Regions from separate parts of the Mus musculus genome. Here region 1 is linked to region 2. A link is a contact called in public promoter capture Hi-C data. All regions are on one chromosome and are shown on one strand. The core of a region is the stretch at or near the end of the contact, and the rest is flanking DNA. Distances in the headings are between cores, read along the strand shown.

The links. Promoter capture Hi-C pulls out the DNA fragments that hold promoters and counts their contacts.
Region 1: a promoter capture Hi-C map of pre-B cells shows a contact between it and region 2, with 2.5 times the contacts expected there. The contact joins the enhancer-like site here to the promoter of Chrna1os in region 2. A contact is called at or near these places in 19 of 39 promoter capture datasets (the 3T3-L1 cell line, 3T3-L1-derived adipocytes, the C10 cell line and 12 more), 1 of 15 datasets of contacts at CTCF or cohesin (pro-B cells), 6 of 484 Hi-C or Micro-C datasets (B cells, the G1E-ER4 cell line, the HL-1 cell line and 2 more), 8 of 115 datasets of contacts at active chromatin or transcription factors (craniofacial prominence, embryonic basal ganglia, embryonic hindbrain and 3 more) and 1 of 9 other capture datasets (pancreatic islet).

Annotation. Positions count from the first base shown.
Region 1 is chr2:73,949,799-73,956,352 of GRCm38.p6, forward strand. No RefSeq gene overlaps it. Among named protein-coding and RNA genes, the nearest start is that of Gm38603, 8.2 kb to the right of the region's middle. Within about 2 kb of position 2,978, at least 12 of the 459 cell types and tissues checked have an H3K27ac peak or open chromatin away from gene starts, as enhancers often do. A contact at or near this core is called in pre-B cells, where this site is marked.
Region 2 is chr2:73,581,206-73,587,361 of GRCm38.p6, forward strand. It overlaps Chrna1os (cholinergic receptor, nicotinic, alpha polypeptide 1 (muscle), opposite strand), which reads left to right and starts at 3,655. Exons shown (of 2, transcript NR_153820.1): 1 at 3,655-3,802.

The sequences.
Region 1 (6,554 bases), core at 1,728-4,227, 370 kb after region 2:
AAGGTTTTATATTTAGCACATGTGGATCTATGGTTAGGTCTAAAGTCTCATGGACAGATGGAGAAATCACAGCCCAAAGCCGTACTTGGGTTAGTTCAGTCCGTAAGTTGGTACAGAATGTCCTGGCTTGGTTCCCATCCCATCTTTCATCTTCTTCCACTGTCTCCCTTGCTTGGAAAGTATAGATCAGTTGGTGGATGTACACTGTTTGACGTCTGCCCACAGTAATTTATTGAACATGAGGACAGCATACCTTAGCTCCTGAGAATGCATAAATCAGCTGCTCTGATCGTTTGCTTACACACATACTGGAGGAATAAACTTCTTAGGGCTGGGTAGAAGTTTTGAGGCACAGGGATGTCAGACTATAAATTCTGACACAGCAACTCAAAGGTACAAGAGCCTTTCTCCCCACCCGCCACTAGACTCTCCGAGTTCATTCCCCATAGGAAAGGCCTCTCTAACTTTTCCTTTAGAGGCCCCTGGTCACTAAGAACAGTGAACAAGCACACAGGGAGGGGGTCTTGGCTATAAACACCAAAGCTCTTTGTTTATGAACAAAATATTCCAAAAAGTTATATTGTATTTTGAAAGCAAGGCTGTAGTTTACTTTTAAAATGGATGCTGAGATTTGAATCCTGCTCCACAGCATGGATGGTTTATTTCACTCTAGGAAGGTCTTTGAAATCACTACTTACTTTTTTTTTAATTTAAAAAGATTTTGCGTGTGTGTGTGTGTGTGTGCTTTTTACACAGGGTGCTGAAGATCTTAAACTCCATTTCTCAAGCTTGCAATGCAGTTAGTTTACAGACCCAGTCTTCTCTCCAGCCTTCCCTTCCCTGACGTTTACATTTCTTAACTAATGCTTTGTCTCCATTCAAAATCCTGTTGGAAAGTTGAGGCCTGTCTTGTCTTCTACCTGGGCACACTTTTTCCATTTCTCCAGTACCACAAGTCTCCTGATATGTAGTCACGAGTTAAATATTTTTCACAGTACAACCCGATGATCTTCATTCTGAAGTACGGTTTCTTCTTTACTCACCTGAGAATCAGACTGAGATCATGCAGAACTCAGGGCTTTTGTAGGGGCTTTGTAAAAACTGGGACTAACCATAAACTCATGGGAGTGTAAAGCAACCTCTCTCTCTCTTGGTGGGGTGCAAGAGCATGGAGGCTATTTTTACTTTGGGAAGGTAGAATAAGGCAATAGAATATGCTGTAACGGGCTCTAAGAATACTGATTATATAACACTAATTCTAGATGAAGAAACTAGAGAGATCATAGATCTTTCTTTAAACTACATACTAAAAATGTAGCCAAATATCAGTATTTACCCCCAATTGCTAGGTTGTGACTTGTCTACATTGCAGGTTATGTAGTGGCCATATGCTGCTTCCTAAATTATCACAACATTGGTGAGGAGCCAGTGAGTTAAGAGTACTTCCTGCTCTTTCAGAGAACCAGAGTTCTGTTCCCAGCATTCACACCAAGCAACTCAGAGATGCCTTCAGCCCTAGGGAACCTGATGCCTTCTCCTGGGCTCTGTGGGAACTTGCACTCACACGCACATACACACAGAGACACATATATTTAATTAAGAATTAAATAAATCTTGTAAAGGTTGTTGAGCATTTGTAGTTTCTTAACTCTTCAAGGTGATCACTATAATTAAAACAGACATTTTAATAGGTGATTCTAGAACCTTTCACATTTGAAATGCTATTGTCGATCAACGTCATTTCAATCAGTGTTTGACAACACCTAATAAACATTCCGTGTGCCATGAGTAAAAGTTTTAAAGTAGAAATAGCATAATATACAATGACATAATTCCAAATGCAGAGATTGGCAAACCTTGTCGGGAAGGATCTGATTGTAACGGCTTTAGGTTTTGTAGGATATCCAGTGTCTGGTGAAACAATTCAACAGAATGAAAGTCCCACAATGTAAAAGCAGCCATAAACAGTGAGCAAAGGAATGAACCCGACTATGCACCAATAAAACTTTATTTATAAAAACAGACAGGGGAGTTGGCTGGTCACTGACCAAGACGCTTTCAGTGGTGCGTGTATATAAAGTCACCCAGAATGCTTGTTTTAAAAATGCTGATACTCTTTTGTTTGGTTTCTTTTTATTTTTCTTTTAAATAGCCTTACATATTTTAATAAATTGACCATAAATCTAAGAGACGGGAAACGTGTAGAGATATGTGTGTGGCCTGGCAAGACATCAGGTGATATGACTCATCTCAGTTACTTCATCTGTAAAATGGCATGTACTGTCCTTATTTAATTACTAGTTCTGGACCGGCTCCCTCAGGAATCGTGGTAGGATGTAGTAAAGACACAAAGGACATGGTATTTATTTAGAGATGGCTTTGTTATATGTATCGGCCTCTTTATTTTATTTCTTGAGGGTGCCAAGTTTCTATCATGGCCTCTTGGGTGGCCTCTTGAGCTGTCTCTGCGTCTTTATCTGAATCATAAAGAACGATGCTTTTCTTGGATCCTTTGGGTGTGGAAAGCTCTCCCAACATGCCAAATGCCATCAAGCTAGCACTTAAATGTGACTGAGCTGAGATGTGTCTACACACTTTAATCGCTTCATATTGAAGACTGCCAGGCCTCCAGCAACCCGAGAAAGGAGATAAAATGAAGAGAAAACTAACAGGGCAGCCACGGAGAGATGATAAAAGGTAAGGGTAATGGGCGGTTGGATAGCGGCAGGCAACATCTTTAGCTACCATGAAAAGTATTAAGTTGGTGTGTTTGTTGAATTCGTTTTGCTGGTGGTCACTTTGTGTTCATTCCGAACATCCAGCAGTTCGCTAAGTAAACACACATGACTGATGAAAGAAGAAAGGGAACCATTTTTTTTACAGGGGCCATTAAACTTTAACTACCATCTGGCAGGGACTGATTAGGGAAGATCAAAATTAAGGCACTCAACACAAATGCTGTGTGAATACCCCAGGGAATTAACATGGATAAAGACAGTGAGCTTGTGGTTAAGTAAAGAGACAGACATAAGAGGGAAGTGGCGAATACATCCTTTACGGCTTTGGATCTCATGGTCACATTCATTGCCAAAGGGACTCAAAGGGTGTGGGGGTGGGGGGATAACAAGGAGGCCATGAGAAAATCTGAAACACCTGGAAATAATCAGATGCTCTGCACCAATCATAAAAAAAGAAAGTTAGAGAACGACACAGGATCACCTCGTGTGGGCTTCCTCCCAGCCCAGGAAGGGGATGTTTATAGGAGAGGTGTGTTGAAATTGGCAAGTAGTTAATATTCAGATCAGCCTACTATTTAAAAGTAGGAAATGATTGTGTATACTGCTGGGAAAACATTTGGGACTCTCTCCTCGTGAACGCTAAAGACTCTATAATCTCTGGGAATCACTATTTGCTCACTAATTAAACAGACACCCAGCAGGCATTTGGGGGAGAATATGAAGAAGGGAAGTTGAACCTTACTGTTCAGGGACCAAGCCTCTGTGTTCCATCAGTTGGTAACACAGTGCTTAACCCTGGGGCAACTTCACCCTGTTAAAAACACACAGGAAAGTCCTTGGAGAAAGTCCTCCCTTTCTTCTTTTTAATCGTAGCTTATTTTTGTAGATAGATGGACCCAGAGGGCCACCTGAGTGGGGGAACCATAGTGAAGAACTGTGCTCAGAAGGAAGGGCTTAGCTGTTGTGGGGGTGGGTGGGGGTGGGGAGCTTAGCCAGCTTCCAGTTCTAAGTAAGCATTTTTATTTAAGGAAAGTGCAGGATCCTCATCTTGATCAGTGAGATGAACAATTGAATTAAAGCTGGTATAAGCCAGGTCCTAACCCAGAAATATCCCAAAGGAATGTGTGAAGTCCACATGTTATCTCTCTGTTTTCTTCTTAGAACTTATTCTGTACAAAGTACAAAGTGTATTCCTATTCATCCCACAATTTAATTTAATCTTTAACGCAATCCTTGGAAGTATGCACAGAGGAGAAAGTTGAGACCCAAGGTGCAGTGATTTAAGTGACTTGTCCAAGGGTAAAATCACTTAGTAATTATTGATGTCAGGATTTGAACTTTGGCCTTTCTCCTTATATGGCTGTCAATCTCATGTTCCTCCTCCTTACAACAGAATGAAATCCTTCCTGTAGCCCTACTGGGTGCACTGTTTTAGTTTCACTCCCTGACACCCCTATTGCTGGCTTCCTTTAACCTTCCTCTTTTTGAATGAGACTGGAATCAACTCTCTGTCTTAGAAGGAGGGCGTTAAAACTAACAGACACAGCCAAGAAAGTGTTGTAGCAAGGCAGCTCGCCCCTGCAGCAGAGATAGAGGGTCAACTGCACAGTCAGGGAGAGAGAGCCTAGCAAGAATAACAGATCTACACCAGAAGGCCCCTGGCCCAGGCCAATGGGAGGGCATCTGCAGATGAAAGTCAGCGAGAAATGAAACAAGGAAAAAAAATGACAAGCTTTGGGGAATGTGCGGTAACAGCATGTAAGAACATGAACTTTGTTGTTTAATTTTAGAATATTCTAGGGAAAAAATCTTATTTTAATTAAATTTCAAATAATAGCACAATTCATATATATATGTATATTCAATGTGTTAAAATAAAAAGGCAGTGTTAAGAAGTAAGCTAATTCAGAGGGATGCTAGGACCCTCATCATTAACACGTTCCTCCTGCCTCTGTACGTCTGGAATCTCTAAACATCTGGTGATTTTACCATCAGGAAACGGTGCAGTGTCCATCTGTTAAATCAGGCTTTGGCTTGATTCACCTGGGAGGACCAACCAGATGTGGCGTCCTGTGCATTATTAATGATCCGAGTCTTACCTTTGTATGTGCCCTGTGAGGGCGCAGTATGAGGTACAACCCATAAATCATTAAAAAGTGAAGAAGTCATATTTTACTTCATTTTACACATAATAAGGACCATTTTTTTCTTTTTCATTTTTAGTGAGGACATAAATCATTAGAAGCAACTTAAATTTCTTACATTAGAAAACTTTTAGCTGTTTTTTTTTCCTCTCCCTTTGATAGAAAAAGGTTTGCAAATATCACGTGAACACACAGGAAAAGCTCTCCGACACAAAGTCGCTCTTTCACTCACTGGTGTTGGGGCTGTGGGGCCTATTTGTAAATAGCTTCATACAAAATTTCAGTCCACAGTCTTTCTTATCCCATCATTATCAACAAGCCTGTTTATATGTTACAATGAAATACTTTCTGTGGCCTGAGACAACTTGGTGTGATGACCAATATTCTAGGCTAGGCTTTGTCCAATTTGATGGTGACCTTTGGCCGAGTTTCTCAGCCTCTTCAAATCTCATGTAAGATGGGGATGGAGGTAATGACAGAACTTACTTCACAGGGCTGTATTTGGGAGGAGAGACACCGCAACAAGGTTGCATTTAGAAGCAAATGTCATCAGACATAAAACTGTCACACATGCAGCATCTTAGCGAAGTCAGTTAATGTATCCTAAGGCATTTTGAGCAGGCTGCTTATAAGAGCTTTCCTGGGCAGAACTTGAGTGGGAGGTACAGAGATTGTTCCTGGAGGCCCCACCTTTACACACACACACACACACACACACACACACACACACACACACACACACACACACACACGGCCTTTCTCATCCCTAGCTCTCCAACTGGAATGGCACATAGGTCATAGCTGGTGACCACACTTCATTTTCACCCAAGTTTAGAGTTGGCACCAGGGTTCCCTCTGGGTGCTCTACCATCCATGGCTTTGGACAGATGTAAAGTAACAGACTCCTCGTCCTGCAAGTCCACCGTACTTCACGCCCTCACCACTCTCTTCCATTCTGGCAGCCATCGGTCCTTTTACTCTCTCCATGGCTTTGCTTTCTCCAGATGTCATAGCTGAATCATATAGCAGTAGTTCTTAAAGACTGGTTTCTTTTAACTAGTATCTTGTGCTTAAGGCTCTTGAGTGTCTTCTCCTGGGTTGATAGCTCTCTCTCTCTTTTTTTTTAACCGTGATTTCTGTTGTTTGGATACATCATTGTTTATTACCTGGAGGTCATGGTTGCTTCCACACTTTGTCAGTTGCAAATCAAGTTGATAATCGAGTTTTGTTTGGATGCAAATTTCCTTCTCTCTCTTCCTTCCTTCCTTCTCTCTCTCTCTCTCCCTCTCTCTCTCTCTCTCTCTCTCTCTCTCTCTCTCTCTCTCTAAGGCAGGGCTTTATATCCTGGAAGCATAACCTTGAACTTTCAGCAGAACTTTTGCTTCAGCGTCCTGAGCTGGGATTATAGGTATGAGCCCCCACACCAGACTGCATGTAAACTTTTCACTCATTTGAATAAATACCATGGAGTATGGTTGTGGACTTGCATGGCATATTTAATTTTGTAAAGAAACTGACAAACCCCCTCTCAAAGTGCTGGTCATAGGGTTTTATCAGCAATGGGTTAGAGCTGTGTTCAGTTTTAATCCTAAACCACAGACCTAAAACTGTCCTAAAAATGTCTATTAAAAATTTTAGTCAACTGTTTCCTGATAAATCTTTTCTTTCATGA
Region 2 (6,156 bases), core at 2,405-4,904:
AGCTTAGCTGGGCCCACTGCAGCCTCCTGTGTCCTGTTATTACAGCGCAGCACTTCGTGGGAAGTCTTCCACCCCAGTGGCATTTGTTCCAGAGTCCTGTTTCCTGCTGCCTCCCTCAACCCACTCTCCCTCAGGGAAGCAGAGAGCAGAGCCCTTCAACGTCTCAAGCCCTTTGTTTAAAAGATCCCCCAAATGGAATATACTCAGCAGTGAGCAGCATGCAGTTGTTCACGCTGAAGCATTTTATTAACTAAACTCGGCTTCTTTGTAGAGTTTGAGTGGGTTCTGGCAGAAAGCAGGCATATGAAGACACCCTTGCTGCTCCCTGCATGCCCTGGTCCTTTCAGGGCTGGATCTTGAGCAAAGTCTCTTACCTTGAACCTAAGGACAGGGTTCTGTCAAATTATTCCACTCCATAGGGGCCAAATAAATAGATAAGGGGCTTGCAGAACAGAGGGCAGACCTGAACATCTACCTTATCTTTTCCTGCTTACATTGTATCAGTTAACTGGTACAATAGCCAGCTTTCTCCCTCCTGCAACCCTGTGAATTTGGAGTTACCCTGTCTTCCCATCTGCCTCTTCTCCATACAGAGCCCCATGACTGAATTCTAGTGAGTCAAACCTGAGCAGAGATTCTCTGTGTGTGTCGCCATGTTTTTGCTAGAGGCCCAGGCTTCAATAGACACTTTGCTCACCAGGAAATTGGGGACAACAGTTTTATTAAACAATTTTCTAGTACCTAACATGGGATTTTTTTGCCTCACTTTAGTCTCCAATATCAGTTTTCTTGCCTTCCTCGGCAATGCTATATGTTTTTTTAGAATTAGTTTTTAATTTTTAATTGTTTTTCTTTAAAAAGCACCATTTAGATTTATTTGTTTTATTTTACGTGTACGAGCATTTTGATTATGTGTATGTCTGTGTACCGTGTGTGTGCCTGGTGCCTGCGGAAGTCAGAAGAAGGCATCAGATGCCCTGGATTGGAGTCATGGATGATTGTGGGCCATCAGGTGGGTGAAGGGAACCAAACCTGGGTCCTCTGCAGGACCAGGTGCTCTTGACCGCAGAGTAATCTCTCCAACCTCTAGAGTTGTGTGTTAATCATCCCTAGTTACTGTACAAATAATCCCCAAAATTTCTATAGCTGTTCATAATAAACAAATGTTTTGTTTTCATTCATGGATTTCTGAGTGGGAGTAGGGTAGTGGGGTACACTCCTCCACAGTCACTCAAAGATCCAGGATGTCCCAAGCAAAGCCAAGGCTGCCATGGGGTGGCACTCAGCTGTGCAGAGGCTAGAAGGGTAAGATGTCTCTCCTGGGTCCTGGAGACTCTCTCTGGGACTCACTGGCATTGCTTAGCAAGTCGGGACAAGGTAGAGATGAGAGCAGATGAGAAACAAATCTGGAGATTCGGAGTCTTCTGCTTCAATTTCCAAAGAGTAAGGAATAAATAACATGGAAAGAGGGCTTTGCGCTACAACAGCTCTGGTTGAAGAAGGTCAGGGCTGGGGCTGGGAGTGGCTCCTAGTGGAAGGCTTGCCTAGCAAGCACTGGGTTCCATCTCCAGCACCAAATGAATGAATGAATGAATGAATGAATGAGGCCAATGAAATGGATCAGTTCAATCCCCAGGACCCACATGGAGGAAAGAAAACTGAGCCCTGTAAGTTCTTCAGACCTGCACATATGTGTTAGCACATGAGTCAGTTCATATATCATATTCAGGTAAACACATACATAAATAAGCACAATAAACAATTTAAAGACAAAAGCTTTTAAAAAACAAGTAAAATAGATAAAGCTTTGAATGGATCAGGTTAAAGGTGTGAATGCAGGTAGAGAAGAAAATGAACATTCAAAGCTTGGGAGGAGGGAGGAGGGAGCAATGAAGACTGGGAAAGAGGAAGCCAGACACGGGAGGAAAATGAAAGGCAGAACAGCTCTGGGGGCCCGAAGGAGGACCTGAGCAGGGGACAGTTAGGACCCTGGGAGGCTGTGTTGGCACTGCTAGTGGACCACATGTGACATGAGTGTGGGACTTAGTGACATGGAGACCACTGGTGACTTTGACACACACAGCGTCCTGGCCAGAGCAGATTTAGGAGGGGGCAGAATTGGGGATGCACCTTTGCAAAGGGTGACAAAGAGGCGTGTGGGAGACAGTGAGGGATGTAGGGGAAAAATTGAGGTGGGGCCTTCTTATTTTCAAGAGGAGAATTCACAACGTATTTGCATGAAGATCACAATGATCCAGTAACAGTGAGTGTGTAGCCAAGAGCAGGAAGAAAAGAGACGTATCCAGTGGCTCTAGATTTTTTTTTTTTTTTAGTATACCATAATTTGCTTAAGCAACTCTTATCTTTGGATACTTGGGCAGCTTTCTTTATATCTCCGTGTGCATTAGCTTGTATAAAAAAATCATGCGGTGAGAATCTTTATACATACAGATCAGCCCACTGGGTTACACTCCCCCCAAGGCAGAAGTGCTTAAGTAACTTCAGTGCATACCAAATAGCCTGAGTCTCTATCTAGAACTTAGGAGGTCTCTGAGGCCCCTTTTATTGGAACTGTTCCTTTGACCCTACCACATTGCACTGTGATGTCAATTCTGCAGTTGATCAACATCTGTCTCTTCTACTGGACTTTACAGTGACAAGAGTCATGCCTGGGTCTCTTTGCTCTTGGTTGTTGCTTCAGCCTGTGGAGGATGGAGAGTCAGTAAGTCGTTGTTGCTGAGGGGTAAGTGGAAGTAAATTATAATTCAAGAGTAGAGTGGCAGGGTGTGGTAGCTCAGCCTGGAATCCCACCACTGCAGAGGCTGAGGCAAGAGGATTACTGGTTCCAGGTCAGCCCAGGCTATTGTCAGACCTGTATCAAAATAATAATAGACTAGGATAGATTGTACTGCTTGCTTTTATTTGAGGCAACAATGAGAATGTGACCCTCATTCTATCAATAACGCCAGTGCCATTCTGGGTCCCTCCAAAGTGTTTATGACTGACTAGTGAATGAATGAAAGAGAACATATCTATAAAAGCTCATCAAACGACATGATACAGAAGCAATCAAAAGCTGAGTTTCACTGAGTTTCATGGTTTGATGAACGGATTACAGTGGATCTGTCACTTCTATCCCCATTCACATATTACAAAGTTTATTCTTTATTAGATTTTTATATTATATTGTTACATAATTTCATGTATGTATACAATGTATTTAGGTTACACCTACTTCCAACCCCCACCCTCAACTCCTCCTGTGCCCATCCTCTTCCCAAATTCACATCCTATTCTTTTAAACAAAATTACAACCCAACCTAATTAGTGCTGCCTATGTCCCACCCGAATTTTAATTTTATTTTAACTGAGACGGGGTCCCTGCCTAGCCTGGAACTAGCTATGCAGACAAGACTGAACTTGAACTCACCTACTTCTGGGATAAAAGTCCTGTGCCACCACATTTGGGGCTCCTAGGAGCCCCCACCCCCACCCCCGCCCCTCAACCCGTGAAACATCCTTGTGCAGTGCTGTGCAGCAGCCCAGCGGCCAGCAGGTGGCAACAGACGGTCATTGAAGTGGTGATCCAGCCGCAGAGCCCTCTCTGAAAGGGCCGCCCCCCCCCCCCCCCCCCGCGGGGCTCTGAAGCCTTTTGCTATCCACAAGCGGAAACACCAAGCAAGCCAGCCTAGGACTCCCCTCAGAAGGGTCTCAGCAAAAGTCCAGCTCAGCTCCTGACATTGTGCGGCATGAAGTCCGGAGGAACTGAACAGTCGGAGAGCTGGCTGCAATGAATTTGACGGTTTGTTTTTTTTTTTTTCCCAAGGCCGACAAATCTTATCCAGGAATCTGCCTTTATCTTGGTCTGTCGGAAATGCTCGGACTTTTAAATTCTATTTTGTTATTGTTTGGAATTTTTGTTGTCAGACAGGGTCTTTCTATATGCTCCAAGCTAATCTGCAATTCCCCGGCCTCATTCCCTGAGTGTTTATATTTACAGGTATGTGCTGTGCTATCAGACTCACCTCCACCCCCAAACACACAGACAAGCTCTGAACCATGCACTTCAAGTTGATAGTTTTGTGATCAAATGGATCACACAGTGCTTCCTATGAGACACAAGCCAGATTCTTCGATTCTTTCGCGGCCTCTGAGTCTTGGAGCTGTGGTTCACAGCAGTAGGCATGGCGGTCCTATCTAGTTACAAGCTCTCCCTTTCTGAGAGCGGAAGAGGACATCATCCCTGAGTCAGGGAGAGAGTCCTGACGTCTCCCTTTTCGCTCTCCTCAGCGGAGTGGTGTTACTGTTGGGATTCAGACCCAGAACAAGAAACTGGGCTGAATATTTAACATACCAAAGTGGACCTGGCTTCCGGGTTCTCCCAGCATCCCTCAGTACCTACCTGGCAAAGCATGCCCTCTACTCTAAACTTCCCAGCCCAGAGGTTGGGCTTCCCCTCCCCCCAGAGGCTCTTCCCTTTATGAATCAGACATTCCGCTCTCCGCCCTTCTCTCTTTTCTCCCTTTCTCTGTGCGAGCTTTCTCTCTTTCTCTTCCTCCCTCCTCCACTCCCCCCACCCCCTCTGTCTCCCTCTCCATGGCGACTTGGCCTCATTTCTTGGAACCAGTGATCTCTCCTGTGTGCAGTTTCCCAATAAACCTGCCTTTATAAATATCGCTAATCTGGCTTGAATTGGCTCATTTCTCCGCCAGAGAAATAATTTATCAGTTACCTGTGATGTGTCCGAGTTCACTTAGACTACAAGTTGCAGACAAGCCAGAATTTGATGTTTCTTTGTGTGTATATATGTTCATGTGTGTGGTCTGTGTGTACACATGTATGTATGTATATATGTATGTTGGGCAATTGAAGGCCAGCTTTCTCAATCACTCTTCACTGTCTTTCTTTCTTTCTCTCTTTCTTTCTTTCTTTCTTTCTTTCTTTCTTTCTTTCTTTCTTTCTTTCTTTCTTCTGGCTGTTCTGGATATCGCTTTGTAGACCAGACTGGCCCTGAACTCAAAGAGACCCACCTGACTCTGCCTCTGGGGCGCTGGCATTAATGCTGTGTGCCACCATGCCTAGTCACACCTTCCTTGAGATAGGGTCTTTTACTAAACCTGGAACTCAACGATTAAGCTAGATTGGCAGGTCAGCAAACTGCATGGGTTCATCTGTCTCTACCTCCCCGGCTCTGGGATTACAGACACAGGGCACCATGCCCAGATGCCTATGTGGATGCTAATGATCTGAAACCAGGTCCTCTTTCTTGTGTGGCAAGTACTTTACTCACTGAGCCATCTCCCCGGCTCCAGAATGGGACGTTTCTGATGCCAGTTCTGATGTTCCTGGGTTAGCATCCAGAGCGCAGGCAGAGCAAGCCATAGGAGCAAGCCAGTAAATGGCACCCATCCATGGCCTCTGCACCAATCAGCTCCTGCCTTGAGTTCTTGCTCTGTGTCAGTTCCTGTCAGTATTCTCTTTGAAAATGCACTATTGTATGCAGAACCCTACGCTGAAACAAACCCTTTTGTCCTCAAGTTGCTTTTGGTCATGGCACTTTATCATAGCAATAGAAACCCTAACTAGGACACCAGTGACTAGAAATTATAGCTGGGTCTGGCCCCTTGGATAATGCAGGAAATGCTTTGATGGGAAAGTACTGTTCCGGCTGGCTCTTCATAGTCCCTGGATCAGGCACAAACCAAGAAGAGGGAGTCTCCTGTGGCAACCGAAGAGTGCCCTGCAGAGTCTCAGTAACTGCCATCTGCAAAAACAGGACTGCGACTGCCTGCCTGCTGGGGGAGACCAGAGTGAATGACAATGACTGGGGGGGGGGGGGCTGGGGGGGTTCGCTAGGTCCGAGAAGGACCTGAGCTGTGTGGGGAGGCTGGACAAACAGGAAGGCAGCCAGGACTGACTTGATAGTGACAGAGAAAGCTGGATTGTAATTTTAAGGGACATTGTTAAGATATTTAAAACTTACTCCCAGCTTTGACATTTTTTTCTCAAGAGAGAAAAGACGTGTTCTCTGCTCCATTTCTCTGAACTGGACCAATGCAAAGATTGGACCACGCGGAATCCTGGGATTGTGTCAGTTACATAAGCAAACTTTAGTCTCTGCTGAGATTTAGAGTCAAGATCATGAACATTCCACCC